2 separate regions of the Gossypium arboreum genome follow, and region 1 is linked to region 2. Evidence: chromatin contacts called from public Hi-C data. All regions are on one chromosome and are shown on one strand. The core of a region is the stretch at or near the end of the contact, and the rest is flanking DNA. Distances in the headings are between cores, read along the strand shown. Region 1 holds the start of LOC108450779 (2-methylpropanoate--CoA ligase CCL4-like). Region 2 holds the start of LOC108462490.

Region 1 (2,700 bases), core at 115-2,614, 460 kb before region 2:
CTGCTTCAGTAGGATGAATTGTGCGAGACCGAAATGAGAAGTGGATCTTTGGCTTTAACAGATTCTTCGGGAGTTGTTCAGTGTTCGAGGCTGAATTGTGAGGCATCTTAGATGGCTTAGGCATCTTAGTTGATCGAGGATATGATAATATAATGGTTCAGACAGATAGCCTTGAAGTGGCCAATACCTTAAAGGAGGGATTTACAGGAGGGTCTAACTTTGCTTTGATTAGGAGGATTATTCAGTTGTTTTCTCGAATTCAACATTAGAGTATTTGCCATTTCCTTAGAGAAGAGAACTAAGAAGCTAATTGACTGTTCAAATTGGTTCACTTGGATAGTCAATGATTACAAGTTTTTGAAGTCTCCCGTTTGAGGGATTGCGTTTTGTAATGTAATTTGTTTTTTTTAATTCTTCTTTATCACAAAATATATATAATTTTTCAATTTTATGTAGCTATTATTAAATGTGATACACAAATGTATATTATTGTAAATATGTAAACTAATTATAGTAAATGTATATTAAGTAATTATGATTAATTATATTATGTGAACTAATTATGGTTAATATATATTAATTGATTATGGTGAATTTATATTAGATAAACAAATTATGGTAAAACTATATCAAGTAATTAACTATTTACTAAATATGTTTAAACATTAATGTAGGTTCTAACTAATAATACATATTAACTTAATTATGGTAAATATTATGCATAATAGTGGGTCCTATTACTATTTTAATATCAAAATTAATGATGTGTCAACCAACTACAGATGTCATTTGTTATCATTTTAGATATGCCATGTAGGATATTTTCCTCCTTTGCTTCAATATCTTACTTTCAAAGAATGGTCCAATTATGAATTCTATCCTTTTATTTTATTAAAATTAATAAGTTAGTCCCACTATTTTAATTTGTCAAAATTTGAGCTTTGTACTTTACGAAAACTAAAAAATTAGTCTAGTTGTTGGTAAATACATGAAGTTGAACCACTATTTTTTTGCTAATTTGCTCGATATAGATTGTTGAATTATTGATTTTAATTATTTTGTGCATATGAATTACAAAAATAGATGATTTTAAGATTAACAATTCAAAGGCAATGTGTAATAGTGTTACCTAATGAGACTAAATTATTAGTTTTTGTAAAGCAAATTAAAATATAAGAATTAAGTCAACAACCTCTTAACCCAATGGAAAAAATATTATGTTATAAATATAAGAGTTTAGGCTTGATCTGAAGTAACCTCATTCCCCTTATGTAATTATATAAAAAGAGGGCTAAAATGTCAATTTCAGTAAAATAGAGGGATGCATTCATGATTAGACATTTTCAATCACTGATAAGCTATACAAATACCGAGATCCTTTGACTTCGAGACTCACTTTAGAACACCACACAGGAGGAGCTTTAATTAGTCGCCTGTTTCTTCCCTTGTTTTTCTGTTTGAACAATCAAATCTAATCTGTGTTCCGTTTATGTTGTTCAAAATTTAATTTGTGTTTACTTGTAACTATTGAATCTCTATCGTTACACACCCACAAAACGCACCTCTAAAAGGTTATAAGGAAAAAAAAAAAAACCAAACCACCTGCGTTTCAAGGAGGAAAATTAATGGAAGAGCTAAAGTCAAGGCCCACAAATTCTTCCCCTCTCACCCCACTAGGCTTCTTAGACAGAGCAGCCACAGTGTACGGTGATTGCACCTCCATCATCTACAATAATACTTCCTACACTTGGTCTGAAACCCACCGGCGATGTCTCCAGTTAGCTTCTTCCCTCTCCTCTACCGGCATCAAAACCGGCCACGTCGTTTCCGTTTTAGCCCCCAACATCCCAGCAATGTACGAGCTTCATTTCGCTGTTCCCATGTCTGGTGCTGTCCTAAACAGCATCAACACCCGCCTTGATGCCCGCACTGTCTCCATCCTCCTATGTCACGGTGAATCAAAGCTCCTCTTTGTCGATACCCTTTCTCAGTCTCTGGCCTTGGAAGCCATCTCTTTGTTTCCTCCCAACGAAACCCCCCCACTTCTGGTCTTAATCAAAGATGATGAGGATGATGGTGTGAGTTCCACACTTGACTCTCGCTTCTGTTGCACGTATGAGAGTCTGGTGGTGAAAGGCAACCCTGGTTTCAAGTGGATTCGGCCTGAAAGTGAGTGGAATCCGATTGTTTTGAACTATACATCAGGTACCACCTCGTCTCCTAAAGGAGTGGTTCATTGCCACAGGGCAGTTTTCACCATCACCGTTGATTCTTTAATCGATTGGGAAGTTCCAAAACAACCTGTTTATTTATGGACACTCCCAATGTTTCATGCTAATGGGTGGAGTTTCACTTGGGGGATGGCTGCCGTCGGTGGAACTAATATTTGCGTTCGAAAATTCGACGCCCCAATCATCTATAATTTGATCAGAAAACATGGCGTCACTCATATGTGTGGAGCCCCCGTGGTGCTTAACATGTTATCAAATTCTCCTGAAACTAAACCACTCCAAAATCCAGTCCAAATCCTCACCGCTGGAGCTCCACCGCCAGCAGCGGTTCTTTCCAGGACCGAGTCACTCGGTTTCATAGTGAGTCACGGGTACGGGTTAACCGAAACGGGAGGACTGGTTGTTTCTTGTGCTTGGAAAAGGGAATGGAACAAGTTTCCATTGGCGGAGAGGGCGAGGCTGAAAGCGA
Region 2 (2,700 bases), core at 78-2,577:
TTTATTGATTTCCCCCATTTCAGTTTCTCCTTTCAAGATTGACAAACAGTACTTGGAGATTTCAAAGTCAACAATATGCCAGCATTTCTAATAAAAACTGCTGGAAATCCATCAATACCCGGAGCCTTTAAAGGTGCCATTGCCATGATAGCATGCTTAATATCAACCTCTAAAAAAGGACGAAGCAATTTCTCATTCATGCTATGTGAAATCTGCTTCTCTACCAAGCCCAACAGTCGCTCGTCATGACCAGAATTAGAAGCCGAAAACAAATTCTCAAAAAATCTCAAAGCAAGCCGAAGCATTCCCACATTCGATGAAACCCAATGACCATTTTCTTCTTCCAAGCCCATAATCCTACTTCGTTGAAAATGCTAAACCGTAATTTTATGAAAATAGTTGGTGTTTCTATCTCCATTTTGCAACCAATTGGCATGAGCCCGTTGCCCCCAGAAAATTTCTTCTTTGTCAATCTCCAAATTAATGCCAATTTGGGCCTCAATGATTTCGACAAGAACCTCATCAGAAGGATCCTGGTCATAAACTTCATGTAAACGCTCTTCAAAATCCCTATGAATTGTTTTTTGATCCCAACTCCTAGACCGACTCCACTGCTGAAAACGTTTCCCCAAAAGCATGAACTTATTTGGGACAGTTTCAGTTATATCTTCCCAACTCCTTTGTACCATAGCCTCAAAATCATGTTCTAGACACCATTTCACTTTAAAACGGAAACTTCTGTTCCTAGAACGCTGAAACTCACCACCCCGCCCACGTGTGTCCAACAGAATCGGGCAATGATCCAAAAATGAGTGACTCAAATGCTCCAAATGGTAACTAGGAAAAAGAGACATCCAATCTTGAGTCGCTATTCCCCTGTCCAGATGCTCCCGAATATTGGTAGCCAAAACACGACCGTGCTCCCATGTAAACCACCCACCAAAAAATCCCAAATCAATAAGCCCGCAGTCCTCCAACACTTCTCGAAAATCAACATTTGACGTTCTCAACGAAGTCGGCCACCCTGCTTTTCAAAAGAATGCATAATCTCATTGAAGTCCCCAACCACAATCCAAGGCAACATTTGGTCATTCCCCAACTGACAAAGTAACTCCCATGATATTGCTCTATTTCATTCATCTAGATTCCCATAAAACCCCATAAGACGCCAAACTTCACCGCAAGCATTATCATGAACCTCAACGTCAATATGAAAAGAAGAATAACTCTGAAGCCAAATCAAGGAATTTTGTTTCCAACCTAACGATAGACTACCTTTAGATCCCGACGCACCAACATTAATACCATTTGCAAATCCACACTTCATTCACACCAACTCCATCTTCTTTGAACTTAATTTTGTCTCTATAAGAAACAAAATCTGGGGATTAATGGCTCGTAATTTATTTTTGAGCCTACTAACAGTCTGCGGTCTCCCCAAGCCGTAGGCGTTCTAGCTTATGATTTTCATTACAGAGCCACCGCTAAAATCATTGAGTCTTCTTCAGCAACATCCCCTACGACATGAGTTGAATCCCCCACTAACCTTTGTCGTTTCTTTCCTTCCAAAGAAACTAAGGGATCATTTTCTTCGGTCAACACCCCATCCATGGGCCCACTATCATTTTCAACCCCAATTAATTCCATACTATTATTATTTCGCCAGGTATTCTTATCTACTTTAAAAGAAATATTCTGTCCAGATTTTAAAGAGATAATATTAGATTTATCCAATTGATTCCCCATCACCCTCCTTAAATTACACCCAGCATCAAGTTCTCTCCCTCGAATTTGGGTCGTGGGATTTCTTGCCAAAACTGCAGTATGGCATTCTAAACCGTCAGGTTCTCGAAGCCACCTACTCACCATAGGATTCCGCTGATGCCCCACCACTCGTAATGAAATGTCCCAACCAAAAATTATTTTTGATGGATCCAGGCTGGTACGAAAAGGACAAAAACTCTTTCTGTGTCCCAGTCTACCGCAAATAAAGCAAAAGAGGCTCAATTTTTCATACTGGAAACAAGCATAAACTGTACCTTCCTTATCGATTTGAATCTTCTTTTTCCTTTGCAATTGGAGAGACACATCCAACCTAACTCGAATACGCATAAATTTATTAATCCCTATAGTTGGAATAGAGGTGTCGTACTCAAGAAACTGTCCCAAAAACTCTCCAAACTGTATTGCATTGTTTCCGTCATCAACCTTAGTGGCAAGTCGTGTATTTGAACCCAAAATTCAGTTAACAATAAAGGAACAACAGCTGGATCTTCCCCCTGTTAGATTCTACGAAGAATAATCAGATGATTATTGAAAACCCATGGTGTCCCCGAAAGCACCCGATGAATGTCCACTTCATGAAAAAATTAGAAAAGAAACATTTTTTCCCCAAGATTCGAAATGAAAATTCCCTCAATCGGATGCCAAAGATAAACTATAGTATTGCGCAAGGAAGGGAAGTGGATGATACTATCAGTCAAGCATCACCCCACTAAACAAAATTGATAACTCCGATGCACTGACGAAATTTCCCCATGGAAAGCCTCCTCCACTTCGTCAAGAAGATTAAGATAGCTAAACCCTCTTCCATCACACAGAAAAAACCTAGAGAAAAAGCTCCAGTCCCAGACAAAACAGTAACACAAAATTGAAGACTCGGAAAAAGAGAAACTAAAACGAAAGATTCACCATGTCAAA

The links. A called contact is a pair of places that touch in the nucleus more often than the background predicts.
Region 1: a contact with region 2 is called in a Hi-C map of leaf, with 4 times the contacts expected there. The contact joins the promoter of LOC108450779 here to the promoter of LOC108462490 in region 2. A contact is called at or near these places in 2 of 5 Hi-C or Micro-C datasets (both in leaf).

Annotation. Positions count from the first base shown.
Region 1 is chr10:53,930,841-53,933,540 of ASM2569848v2, reverse strand. It overlaps LOC108450779 (2-methylpropanoate--CoA ligase CCL4-like), which reads left to right and starts at 1,364. Exons shown (of 1, transcript XM_017748544.2): 1 at 1,364-2,700. The coding sequence starts at 1,626.
Region 2 is chr10:53,472,474-53,475,173 of ASM2569848v2, reverse strand. LOC108462490 reads right to left here and starts at 1,327. Exons shown (of 2, transcript XM_017762431.1): 1 at 1,276-1,327; 2 at 375-1,024. The coding sequence starts at 1,327. The coding sequence ends at 375.